Regions from separate parts of the Mus musculus genome. Here region 2 is linked to region 1. The links are chromatin contacts, called in public promoter capture Hi-C maps. All regions are on one chromosome and are shown on one strand. The core of a region is the stretch at or near the end of the contact, and the rest is flanking DNA. Distances in the headings are between cores, read along the strand shown. Region 1 holds the start of Dmpk (dystrophia myotonica-protein kinase). Region 2 overlaps Exoc3l2 (exocyst complex component 3-like 2).

The links. Promoter capture Hi-C pulls out the DNA fragments that hold promoters and counts their contacts.
Region 2: a promoter capture Hi-C map of liver shows a contact between it and region 1. The contact joins the enhancer-like site here to the promoter of Dmpk in region 1. A contact is called at or near these places in 3 of 39 promoter capture datasets (cranial neural crest, frontonasal cranial neural crest and liver), 1 of 115 datasets of contacts at active chromatin or transcription factors (pancreatic cancer cells) and 1 of 9 other capture datasets (adipose tissue).

The regions. Positions count from the first base shown.
Region 1 is chr7:19,081,175-19,087,617 of GRCm38.p6, forward strand. It overlaps Dmpk (dystrophia myotonica-protein kinase), which reads left to right and starts at 2,684. Exons shown (of 15, transcript NM_001379257.1): 1 at 2,684-2,980; 2 at 4,812-4,903; 3 at 5,158-5,241; 4 at 5,315-5,410; 5 at 5,719-5,867; 6 at 6,066-6,159; 7 at 6,320-6,443. The coding sequence starts at 2,821. Dmwd (dystrophia myotonica-containing WD repeat motif) reads left to right here. Exons shown (of 5, transcript NM_010058.2): 3 at 1-127; 4 at 745-819; 5 at 1,102-1,601. The coding sequence ends at 1,149. It overlaps Mir3100 (microRNA 3100), which reads left to right and starts at 5,654; the gene lies at 5,654-5,718.
Region 2 is chr7:19,487,864-19,494,667 of GRCm38.p6, forward strand. It overlaps Exoc3l2 (exocyst complex component 3-like 2), which reads left to right. Exons shown (of 12, transcript NM_001370800.1): 9 at 1,189-1,311; 10 at 1,745-1,900; 11 at 3,793-3,914. Among named protein-coding and RNA genes, the nearest start is that of Bloc1s3, 17 kb to the right of the region's middle. Within about 2 kb of position 4,153, at least 36 of the 459 cell types and tissues checked have an H3K27ac peak or open chromatin away from gene starts, as enhancers often do. A contact at or near this core is called in adipose tissue and liver, where this site is marked.

The sequences.
Region 1 (6,443 bases), core at 1,434-3,933:
GCTGGAGCCTCTCGTGTGCAAGAAGATTGCTCAGGAACGCCTGACCGTGCTACTGTTCCTGGAGGATTGTATCATCACTGCCTGCCAAGAGGGCCTCATCTGCACCTGGGCCCGGCCAGGCAAGGCGGTGAGTCCGCACCTGCCCAAGCGCTGAGGGGCACCAGTTCTGTCCCTACCGGATGCCAGTTATCCGTCAGCAGAAAGGTCAGGTATAGGAGACAGAATGGGGGGAACCACAGCTAACGTCTTTAGAGCCTCTGCTGGCCCATATGGCTCATCCTTAGTACTTCACACTCAAGGCAGAACCTGTGTTTATAGGAAATCTGAAGTGTAGATGGTGAAACTTTATTCAGGTCTAGGGATGTGATTGAGCTGGGGGCCCACTTCTGGCCTGCCTCTTAGACACTGTTTCTGAGCCAGCTGCTGAAGGCCTGGATGGGAATTAGCCAGGGTCCAGGCCTGCACTTCCTCTTGCTGCTGTGTGGTCCTGGTCATTGGGTCTCACAGATGGGCTGTGCAGTGGCTGTGCTCTTAGTTGGTGAGGTGCAGGCCTGTCACCTGGTCAGGCTTGAGCATGTGGTCTCAGTGTCTAGGACCCTACTCTGCCCTCAGTCCTTCAGTCCCTTGCTTTGGAAGGCTAGAGTCCAGAAGCCTTAGAACGTCAGGCAGTTGCAGAGCCACTGCCAGGCTAGTAGGGCTGCGGGAGTTGACTGAGTTCTCACAGACACCCCTCTGTCTCCCTAGTTCACAGACGAGGAGACCGAGGCCCAGGCAGGGCAAGCAAGTTGGCCCAGGTCACCCAGCAAGTCAGTTGTAGAGGTAGGACAACCCCTGAAGCTGCAAGTGGACCCCAGTTTCTTTTCTCTCCACTGTCGTCCCCTGTATGCCCAGGACACCTGGGGCCACATTACTGTGGAAGTGCTACTCTGGGTCAGTGGAGACGGCCGAGCTGTTTGTTCCTAGCTAGGACAGCAGCTTTAGGCCTGGGGGGCAGATCCCAGCTGGGGCAGCAGCTCCAAGGCCTTTGGGTGGCTCCTTCTCCGGGTTCTGGCAGAAGCCCAGGTGCTGTCTAATCCACCTTTCTCCTCTTGTTCTCCCCAGGGCATCTCCTCCCAACCAGGCAGCTCCCCCAGTGGCACTGTGGTGTGAAATGTGGATGTCCCATGTTCCCGGCCTCCTAGCCATAACCCTCCCCGCTGACCTCAAGAATCACTGTATTAACAAGACTAATCATGATGGAAGGACTGCTCCAAGCCCCACGCTGCACACATACTGGGGGTCCCCTAGGTTGGCCCAGCCATGGGGATGTAGTGTCCTGTGTGGCCTTGGCCCTGTCCTCCACCCACTGCCAAGTACAATGACCTGTTCTCTGAAACATCAGTGTTAACCATATCCCTGTCCCAGCATGTGACTGTTCACTCCTGGGAGAGACTTAGCCCACAGTACCCCTGGGTGAGAGGGCAGGGCAGGGGCCATCCCCACTCCTGCCCAAACTCCACCCCTTGCTATGGTCTGTGATTTTGAAAGTGTTAAATTATGGAAGCCCTGAGGGCCCTCCTTGTTCCCCTGGACCTCTTATTTATACTAAAGTCCTTGTTTGCACAGTGTTTCTGTTCCCTGGGGCAGGGTAGGGTGGGGGTTGCAGTACTTGGCCTCCAAGCTGTGCTCTGACCAAAGGAAGCCCAATCTTAGCTGTTTCCCCATCCCTAGCCCCGAGCAGAGAGCCCTCTGAAAGATGAGTCTCGACCCCCAAAGTCAAGAGGCTGAGATGGCCTTCCTACTAGGTCCTTGGAGATGTTTGAAACTTGTTTTAAACACCAGGACTATCCAAGCATGCTCTCCTTGGGGAGAGGAGGATGCTGGAATTGACTGCACTCCCTGCCTCCTCTGAACATGCCTTTGCAGTCTGCTGCCCCTGGCCCATTTATGACTGGCCATCTAGTGCCAGCTGGAGGTCATGATTTCCTCCCCAGAGAACTGGCCACCCTAGAAAGAAGCTAACTTGTCGCCTGGCTTGCTGTCCAGGCAGCTCCGCCCTCAACCCCTAAAATGTTTCTGTCTCTAATCCTAGCCCAGGCAGGAATGTGGCTGCCCCGGCCTGTGGCCAAGGAGCTATTTTGGGGTTCTCTTTTGCTTAAGGAGGGCCTGGATCCACCACTTGCCTCCCCCAGGCTGGGGCCAGCAGGTCACCCCTGGCCCTGGCGGCTGAGCAAACTCTCTCCTGATCTTCCTTCTACCTCCTGCCAAAAAATGGGGGGGCGGGTAATACAGCAGGCACAGGGGCTAAATTTAACTGTCCCAAAGTCGGAATCCATTGCTGAGTCACGAAGAAGCTGCCCCTGGCCTTTGCCCCCCCCACTACCCCCTCACCCCCTGTTGCCCAGGCATCAGCCCTTTCCCCCAACCCCTCCCAGCTCTGAGTCTATAGACTGGCTCTCCTGGGCACTGACACCTCCCACCTGTAACTCCCTGTGCTCTCTTTATGGGTGGGTAGAGTCAATGGGGGGGGGCAACCCTGGAGTATTACTCTGTCCCCTGACATTGGGCTCTGAAGAGTTTTGAGGGGCCCTGGAAGAAGGGAGTTGGGGTGTTGGCTCAGGAGGGGTTAAAAACTGGGAGGCGGGAGGGGGGCTGGGCCAAGGGGTGGAGAAAAGAGGAGGAGGCCTTAAGCATAGAACTGGCCAGAGAGACCCAAGGGATAGTCAGGGACGGGCAGACATGCAGCTAGGGTTCTGGGGCCTGGACAGGGGCAGCCAGGCCCTGTGACGGGAAGACCCCGAGCTCCGGCCCGGGGAGGGGCCATGGTGTTGCCTGCCCAACATGTCAGCCGAAGTGCGGCTGAGGCAGCTCCAGCAGCTGGTGCTGGACCCAGGCTTCCTGGGACTGGAGCCCCTGCTCGACCTTCTCCTGGGCGTCCACCAGGAGCTGGGTGCCTCTCACCTAGCCCAGGACAAGTATGTGGCCGACTTCTTGCAGTGGGGTGAGTATGGATAGGAAGCCTGGGGTTGGGTGCAAGGCAGAGGTGGGTCTACAGGGCAAGAATGGGCTATGGAGGGGCAGGAGGGCCTGGAAAGGGCTTTTTGTAAGGGAGCCAAGCAGAGCTCATGACCTGACCCCAAGCTCCCCTGGTGAGGCACCAGGGTCAGTGAGGCCACCTATGACTCAGCCAGTGCAGGCTGGGGTGGGCATAGCCTCCTGCTATCTCAGCACCCACACTAGGACCTGGCAGCTTTCTCTTTTAGGACCCTTGGCTCCTCAAACTGGCTTCATAGCCCTCCCCAGTTTCCCAGAGTGTGGGGAGGGACAGCGTGGGGCAGCTGCCAGGGTGTGGCCCATAGGCAGGTGTTTGGCGTCTGCCTCCCCAGCTGCCCTGACAGGTGTCCAGGAGCTATGAGGGCACTGTGACTCACAGAGGCCCTGGGGGAGAACCAGCCCGGCAGACAGGCGCCACCGAGCACCCTTTCTGTTCCCCAAATTAAGAGGAAGGAACAACTTCAGCTTCTGAGTGTGCCCATCCCTAGCACTCTGATCCCGCCCAGCCTTTGTGGGCCAGATTGGTCATCCCTCCTGGCTTCTCATCTGCTTTTGTGGTTCTAGCTCAAGACCTCTAATTCCTCTGCTGACTTAAATGCCCTTCCCCAGAGGTCTTCTCAGGCCTAGTGGACAAGCTTGGAGCCTTATCTGCTCCTGCCCAACATTGAGCCAAAGCTCCAGCTTACCCCAGCTTCCTTACAAGTAACGACCTGTTTTGTTGCTCTGTGCCTATTATTAAGGGTCCAGGTCTTGATTCTTGGCTGTCTGCCCATGTGTGTGACCCTAGTGCATTCTCCCCTCCTCCCCCGTTTCACAGATGGAAAGGTTGAGGCCATCGGTTAGACTGCTAAGCCTGTGAAAGACTTTTTCTCCTCTCCAGTCTTTAGTGTCTCCCTCAACCTTTCTTTTGAAGGATGGGGTTTGGGCTGGCAGGGTAAACTGAGAACTGGGGTGGGGGCAGGGGGTCTGACCCTCTGGGAAGGAGCAGTCCTTTTGTGGCCTGAGCAGCATCCTGTGGGCCCCTCCCCTGCCAGGCCTGGGCGGGGGAGGGGGCCTGGGTTCCCGCTGCCTTAAAAGGGCTCAACGCCTTGGCTCTCTCCTCCTCCCCACCCCCCAGCCTTGGCCCTAGCTGTATCTTCCCCGGCTGCCCACTTTCCCAAACCCCTTTCTTCTCTGTGACCCCATCTCCCCGCTTCCCCACACGTCCCTCCTCCATCCTTACTCCCCGGCCTTAGAACTTCCCTAAGGGAGATCTGACCTCCCTCTGCCCACCCCGCACCCCCAGTCGCCAGCCTCAGACCTAGCTGCTCTCCCCTCTGGCTGAACCACCCTAGCACAGGACCTTATACCCTGGAGCTTTGGTTATAAGAAGACTCTCCTTCACCCTTTGGAAACCAAGAAAGCCCTTCCAACAGTGTCCAGGATGCTGGAGGGCAGTGACCCTCCCCCACTTCTTCTTCGTGCTGGCTGTGCTGACACAGCTCCAGTTCGAGGTTGTGGCCCGAGACATTAAGTGAGAGCCCCGGGTGACCTGACTTAGCACCCTGATCATCACATGGGAGTGAAAGGCCTGATGCGCCAGCTTCTCCCACTGCCTCCCTTTCTGCCCTGCAACCCTGTGGAAACAGGCAGTTCTGGGTCCCACAAACATCACAGAGGTTTTGAAAGCAGAATCCTAAAGCCGATTTAAGGGGCAGAAGGAAGGAGGCTATAAAGTCACTACCCTTACCGCTAGTGTTCTGATGACCCTTGGTTCTTCTTCCCCCACCCCCGCCCAGTGGAGCCCATTGCAGCAAGGCTTAAGGAGGTCCGACTGCAGAGGGATGATTTTGAGATTTTGAAGGTGATCGGGCGTGGGGCGTTCAGCGAGGTGAGTCTTCAGTGGCCTGGGAATGGAACTTTACTTGATGTGGGTGGGGCATAACAGCTGGGGCAGAGCCTTAAAAATTGATGAATGAGCTTGAATTTAAGGCTGGAGGGGTGGGGGCGGAGCTTGTGGTCAGTGGGCGGTGTGCACGTGAGGGCGGGGCTAAGGTTGGGTGGAGATAAGGGTGGAGTCCTGTCTGGGTGAGCCTTGCTGGTTTTCCCTGCCACCTCTTGCTGTCATCTCGGTTCCGTATTTAGGTAGCGGTGGTGAAGATGAAACAGACGGGCCAAGTGTATGCCATGAAGATTATGAATAAGTGGGACATGCTGAAGAGAGGCGAGGTGAGGGCCAGGGATTAGGGCAGCGCCCTCATCTCTCCAACTCACCTCCTGTAGCTTCTCTCCTACCTCACAGGTGTCGTGCTTCCGGGAAGAAAGGGATGTATTAGTGAAAGGGGACCGGCGCTGGATCACACAGCTGCACTTTGCCTTCCAGGATGAGAACTACCTGGTAAGCTCCGGGTTCAGGTGACTAGGAAAGAGTGACAGTTACATCGCCCCAAGTCAAGAAGGCTGGAGAAGGGAGAAGCTGCTGTAGATCGGGGGGGTGGGGGTGGGGGGGACACACACAGGGGATGGGGGACGGGGGTAGGATTGTGTCTCAAGTATAGGAGAGACCTTCCTTGAGACAGGAGTGATATCTGGTTTGGCCTTTGGATGGGGCGCTCTCTCACTGTGCGGGGGTCCTCTGTGCTTGGGAACGGGGTGTCTTTGGGAGTCTTGGGGGCTACCAAACCCCTGTGACACACCCGCTCCCAGTACCTGGTCATGGAATACTACGTGGGCGGGGACCTGCTAACGCTGCTGAGCAAGTTTGGGGAGCGGATCCCCGCCGAGATGGCTCGCTTCTACCTGGCCGAGATTGTCATGGCCATAGACTCCGTGCACCGGCTGGGCTACGTGCACAGGTGGGCGTGGCGGGGCCCTTGGAGGGTTAGCAGAATTTGTGTGGGAAGGAAGGGTACCTGAAGGTCAGATCCCATTGGGGACAGAATCGGGGTCTAGAATTGTAGAATCCTGGGTGGGGTGGAAGTGGATCGAGCTGACGGGCCCTAAGAGGGAAGGTTTTCAAGAAAGCACACTTTCCCTCTTCTCTCTATGCACAGGGACATCAAACCAGATAACATTCTGCTGGACCGATGTGGGCACATTCGCCTGGCAGACTTCGGCTCCTGCCTCAAACTGCAGCCTGATGGAATGGTAAGAAGAGCCTGGCGAAACTCTCCTCATTGGTGAAGGACCGGATTAGGGGGCGGGGCTGGGTTGAGGAGCAGGAGGGGAGCTTGGTCTGGGATGTCCTGCGCACCATATTTGGACAGTCAAGGGAAAGGTTTTAAGCATTCAGGTCTGATTGGCACAGGTGAGGTCGCTGGTGGCTGTGGGCACCCCGGACTACCTGTCTCCTGAGATTCTGCAGGCCGTTGGTGGAGGGCCTGGGGCAGGCAGCTACGGGCCAGAGTGTGACTGGTGGGCACTGGGCGTGT
Region 2 (6,804 bases), core at 2,903-5,402, 410 kb after region 1:
GGGGTCATAGCTATACAACTTCATCACAGGTCCCTTTGCGTGCCCACTATAGAAAAACATCCCTTCACCTGTGTCGGCTTCAGGAAGACAGTCTTTCACCTGTCTGCTTTAGCAAGACATCCTTTTACCTGTGTCTCCCAGCAAAACATCATCTGACATAACTGACTTTCCAAACAAACTAGAAGTTGCCACTTTGACTCAGTGATGGAGAGATTGAATTTATAATGGTAATAATCAAGCAGGGTGTGTTAGTACACACCTTTAATCTCAGCGCTTGGATCTTGGAGTTTGAGGCCAGCCTGGTCTACAGACAGACTTTGGGACAGCAAGGGCTACACAGAGAAAACCAAAATGATGATGATGAAGACACTGAACAAAGTTATGAAAGTCCTAATAGTTTTTGAAGGAGGGCTCCCAGTTTTTGTTGCCTTTAAATAGGGTTTCACTCTGTCTGAGACTCCTTAAGTGGACCAGGCTGGCCTTGAACTCACAGAGATCATGCCTGCTTCTGCATCCCGAGTACTGGGATTAAAGTCACCATGCCTGCGTGAGTGCCAGGATTAAAGGGGTGTGCCACCACCCAGCAATGGGTCTCTAGTTTTCATTTTGCACTAAGCCCTGGAACATGATGCTAATGGTCTCTGGGGACACATTGATCTCTGACACAGTTCTCACAAGCTCATGGCTATCAGAACTCTACACTATCGCCAGCTAACATCCTCAGTCCTGAACTGTGGATCTCCCCCTCCAGGAAGCCAATTGCTTTTGTTTTTGTTTTTGTTTTTTCGAGACAGGGTTTCTCTGTATAGCCCTGGCTGTCCTGGAACTCACTCTGTAGACCAGGCTGGCCTCAAACTCAGAAATCTGCCTGCCTCTGCCTCCTAAATCACTGCCACCACTGTGAATGTGCCCTGACAGTACGTAAATCCCAGCAGTTGGGGAGCTAAGTCCTCAACCATCACCATCACCATCACCATCACAGGGCCTTTGTATTCCTTTGGGAAGAGTTTAAAGTGGCACACACCTGTAATCCCAGGATTTGGGAGATGGAGGCAAGACGATCAAGAGTTCAAGGCCAGCCTGTACTGCCAGCATCAAAAGGGATAGGTGGGGGGAGATTTTCCTAAGAGAAGTGTGGGAGGGTGGAGGGAGGAGGTTGAAACCCTCCCTTCTGCGCTGTCCTACCAGCCTCACTTCAACAAGCTGATGCGCAGGAAGTGGCTGAGCAGTTCAGAAGCTCTGGATGGCATCGTGGGCACACTCGGCGCCCAGGCCCTGGCCCTGCGCAGAATGCAGGATGAACCGTACCAGGTGATCAGATGGGAGGGGGACAGAGATGCTCAGAGAGCTATTGTCCTGGGGGAGACCCTACCAAGTGGGGAGTCGCTTTTCTGGAAGCACATAGGTGGCTCCTCATCTGGGGCCTGCAGAGGGAAGCATGGCCCTAGAAACCGGGGTGCAGGTTCAGGTTGGAGCCTCTGCAGGGAAGACTTTGGGAAAGCCTAGGTTGTGGCACACCTTAGGGAGAGTGGTGTGTGTGGGATCCGATTAAGGATCTGTTAGGATGAGGGGATCCGTAGAGAGTCTGACTTTAAAGGAGCCGGGCACTCCGTGAGGAACAGAGGGTTCCCACATGTATTAGGAGTGTTCCGCCTGTGTGGGCAGAGCTTGAAACAGGGGTCCTCCCGAAAGCCTACTGGTTGGGAGCGGTCTAGAGCGTGTCCGGGTCTCCCACCGTCCCCAGGTTCTGGTGGCTGAGCTGCACCGACGGGCGCTGGTGGAGTATGTGCGGCCACTGCTCCGCGGGCGCCTGCGCTGTCGCTCTGCGAGGACCCGCAGCCGTGTGGCGGGGAGGCTCCGCGAGGACGCGGCGCAGCTGCAGCGGTTGTTTCGGCGGCTGGTGAGTGCCAGGCTGGGCTGGGCTGGGCAAACCCGGGGGAAGGGAGACAGGTAAGAGCTGGAGGCGGGGCTGTCCGGAGTGGGGGTCAGTTTGGCTTCCAAAGCAGGACAGGGAAGCTGGGTTCGTGATGATGCACACCTGCCGCCACCCAGTACTAGGGATGCGGAGGCAGAAGGATTGGGAATTTCAAGACCAAGAAGACCGAAAAAAGGGCGGGGGCCTGGAGAGCCCTGGTTACTCTTGCAGAGAACACGGGTTCGATTCGCAGTCCCCACATGGCAGCTCAAAACCGTACTTAATTCATCCAACACTGTATTCTGGCTTCTTGGGCTCCAGGCATTCATTCACATGGCGCAGAGAGAACACCCATACGTTTAAAACAAGTCTTGTTTTGTTTTTGAGATGGTCTCCCTATGCACTCCTGACTGTCCTGGAATTTGCTACGTAGACTAAATTTGCCTCAAACTCACCTAACTCTGCCTCCTGAGTGCTGGGATTGAAGGTGTGCAACCACTTTGCCCAGCTAAAGTATTTCTTTTTAAAGAATTACGTATTTATTTTATATATATGAGTACACTATAGCTGTCTTCAGACACACCAGAAGAGGGCATCAGATTTCATTACAGATGGTTGTAAGCCACCATGTGGTTGCTGAGAATTGAACTCAGGACCTCTGGAAGAGCAGTCAGTGCTCTTAACCTCTGAGCCATCTCTCCAGCCCTAAAGTATTTTTAAAGGAAAAAAAAATATTCCAGCTATGGTAATCCTGTAATCACAGCACTGGGAGGGATGAGGCAGGAGGGTCATGATTTAGAGGCCAACCTGGTCTACACATATTGAGGTCCAGGCCATCAGAGCTATGCAGTGAGACCTTGTCTCAAAAACAAACAAACAAACAAACAATTTTCTGAATCCAAATATCACTAAATGCAAGAATTTGCAGTCCCAAATCTGTTGGTCCAGTTGTCATGGGCAGGCAGGGTGGCCCATGAACTCACGAGGTGCTCTAGGGATTCATAGCCTGTGTGTCCTTGGGAATTTATAGTTTCACTTACTGAAACATTTTCAAGATAATTTTTGTGGACTTACAGGCAGCCCTCTGAAAGAGCACACGGTGGCCCTCTGGACGTTTTAGCCATGCTTTCTGAATGATGACATTCCACCCCTTTTTGGTGGCAGAGCAGAAGACAGAACGGAGAGCCTCGCACACGCTGGCCCTCAGTCCCACCTGGAATAACTCTATCTTACACTCCCCTTCCCCATCAAGTGTCTGTGCTCTAGCTCTTGTTTCTTGACTATGTAGCCAGCTTCAAATGCCCCTGCCTCTGCCTCCCTAGTGTGGGTGTTTTTAAAGTTTGTTTGGTTTTGGGTTTTGAAGTTATGTCTCACACACCTGAGACTGGCCTTAAATTCCTTATGGTTGAAGATGGCTGAACTCCAGATCCTCCTGCCTCCACCTCACCCATGCTGGGATTATGGGTATTTGCTACCAAACCTGGATGGAATTGGTTAGATTTTTGTTGTTGTTGTTGTTTGTTTTGGAAGACCTGTGGCTCTGTAGACCAAGTTGGCCTCGAACTCACAGAGATCTGCCTGCCTCTGCCTCCCCAGTGCTGGGATTAAAGGCGTGCGCCACCACTGCCCAGACAACTAGCAGATTTTAGTTCCTGTTACCCAATCTAGGGTTATCTGTAAAAACTCGGGGGCAGATTATATAAGGGGTTCTCCATCATATAAGCAAAGCTTGTAGCTAATGCCTTGCCAGGCTGCCTTCTGAGCCCTCTTACCCATGGGGAAGACTAAAGAGCTAGGGAGGAGCAAGGCTCAGCATGGAAAGGGTATTGGGGAGAAGGGGCTTGCATTGGGTGACCCTGAAACCCTTGTTCCCACAGGAGTCCCAGGCTTATTGGCTTGACCAAGTGGTGCCACACTTGGCAGAGATCCTACAGTTGGAGGACACTCCGAGCATCCAGGTGGAGGTCGGGGTGCTGGTGCGGGACTACCCAGACATCAGGTGAGGTGCAGCAAGCCCCCGGGTCTCTTTGGCATCCGTCCCAGCGTTTCCTGGCCTGCGCCAAAGCAGGGTGGCGGCAGAGAGCAGAGCGTGTCTGACGGCTGTTTCCTGCTGGGACCAGGGCATTCTTAATACGATTTCCCTCCTTCTGCTGCCGCCGCCACCGCCACCAGGGCTCGCAAACAAACAAGCGGTCACAGGAAGCCCGGGGCAAGGGGGGCGCAGGCCGCCCGGCGGCAGGAAGGGCTGGCCCTGCAGGGAACCGCCGGGGACACGGGGGACACACACGGGCATGTGGGCGCACACTCAAGGGACAGTAGCAGGCACGTCCAAATCTAGGTGGGCCACTTCCTTTTGACCAGACCTTCCTTGTCTGCTGCCTACGGATGGTAATACCCTAATTGTGAGCTGGCTGTGGGAATTACACCTTCATTCTTATCTAGGACAGTTTAACAGTAAAAGCTGCAGTCCAGCCAGGGTGTGGTGGCACATGCCTTTAATCCCAGCACTCTGGAGGTAGGGGTGAGGTGGATTTCTGAGTTCCAGGACAGCCAGGGCTACATAGAGAGCAGAGAGAGAGAGAGAGAGAGAGAGAGAGAGAGAGAGAGAGAGAGAGAGAGAGGGCAAAAGTATGTTTTTTGATGGTTTTTTTGTTGTTTTTGTTTTGGTTGTTTTGTTTTTGTTTTGGTTGTTTTTGTTTTTAGAAATGCAAAATAACTTACCTGTATAATGCATGGTCTCACAGTTGTCAAGTGACAAGAGTCTGGGATTTGAATGCAGACCAGCAGATCTGATTTCAAATCCAGGACAGGACATTGTCACCTGTGAGTGACAGACAGTGGTCTAATGAAGTAGCAATGGGAGGAGTGGCTTCCTGGCACTGTGGTGGGCAGGGGCAGCTAGTCTCCACAGGAGCATGGTGGGAGGAGGGCTGAGTTTGAGATTTGAAGGCTTGGAGTCAAGGGAGAGGATTCTGTTCTGGAGGTATAAGCGATCTCAAGGATTCCCAGCATCCTCAGGGGATTTCTGAAGTTGAGTCAGAGTTCAGGCACAGCGAAATGGTCCAGTGAATGGGACCTTGCTAAACTCTTAGAATTAGCTGTGTTTATTTTATTTTATTTTATTTTATTTTTCCAAGAAAAGGTTTCTCTGTAGACAAGGCTGGGGTTTTTTCTTCTTCTTCTTCTTTTGTTGTTTGTTTGTTTTTAAAGATTTATTATTATTTATATAAGTACACTGTAGTTGTCTTCAGACACACCAGAAGAGTGCATCAGATCTCATTACAAATGGTGTGAGCCACCATGTGGTTGCTGGGAATTGAACTCAGGACCTTTGGAAGAGCAGTCAGTGTTCTTAACCACTGAGCCATCTCTCCAGCCCCCTTTTTTGTTTTCCAAGACAGGGTTTCTCTGTGTAGCCCTGGCTGTCCAATAACTCACTCTGTAGACCAGGCTGGCCTCAAACTTAGAAATCTTCTTGCCTCTGCCTCCCAAGTGCTGGGGTTAAAGGTGTGCGCCACCACTGCCCGACTGACCAGGCTGGTCTTGAACTTGCAGAGATTCACTTGCCTCTGCTTCCTGAGTGCTGGGATTAAAGGCGTGTGCCACCAAGCCTGACATCTTTATTCTTCTTATTTGGGGAGGGAGGAGCATGCACGACACAGTGCACACATGGGGGGGGGGCAGAGGACACTTTGCAAGAGGTCAGTTCTCTCCTCCAACCGTGTAGGTTTTGAGGATTGAACTTGGGCCTTCAGGCTTGGCAGCGAGTACCTGGTGAGGCAGGGGCCATCCTCCTACCTCAGGGCTGGGATCCCAGGTGTGATCTATCACACCAGCTGTGGAGCTTTGTTATGCATCAGGGATGTGGAGTTGAGATGGAAGGGCAGGGGAAACTTCTAGTAGCTGGGGCTTAGGATAAGGGTTTGTGGAGCAGAGGTGCTTTCGAGCACAAAGATGATTAGACGGTGAATTGTAGCGTGGACTCTTCAGAGGTGCCCCCGTTTGCAGACTGGGTTAGGAGTGGCATGAGTATCCTAGGGGCTGAAAGCTCAAGAATGATCTAGAATGATCTAAATGAAGAGACAGTGAGGTTTGGATGTCAGTGGTGGAGAAGCTTCCAAACCAGACCTGCAGAAAGAGGGGGTTAGGATTTAGTGGGGCGACACTCTTAGGCTGAGTGAGGCCATCGGGAGGAAAGGGATGAGGGAACTAAGGGTTAGCTGTGGCATCTGCCAAGTGTTAGCATACCTTCCGGATTTAGAAGTGGCAACTCGAGTGTGTAAATCTACCTACTCAGGAGACTGAGAGAATCAGAAGCTCAAGGAAAGCCTGGATAATTTAGTGAGACACTATCTGAAAATAAAACTTAAAAAAGGGGGCTAGAGGCCGGGCGTGGTGGCACACGCCTTTAATCCCAGCACTCGGGAGGCAGAGGCAGATGGATTTCTGAGTTTGTGGCCAGCCTGGTCTACAGAGTGAGTTCCAGGACAGCCAGGAGTACACAGAGAAACCCTGTCTCAAAAAAACAAAAACAAAGGTGGGGGGGATTAGAGATAAGATTCAGAGGTGGAACCCTGCTTAGAATCCCCCAGTGAGGGGCTGGGGTGTGGCTCCGTGGTAGAGCCCCTGCCTAGAATCCCCCAGTGAGGGGCTGGGGGCGTGGCTCAGTGGTAGACCCCTGCCTAGAATCCCCCAGTGAGGGGCTGGGGGCATGGCTCAGTGGTAGACCCTTGCCTAGAATCCCCCAGTGAGGGGCTGGGGGCGTGGCTCAGTGGTAGAGCCCCTGCCTAGAATCCCCCAGTGAGTGCCTGGGGGCGTGGCTCAGTGGTAGAGCCCCTGCCTAGAACCTCTTACATGTGAGATCCTTGCTTCAGTCTCCTTTACTGTAA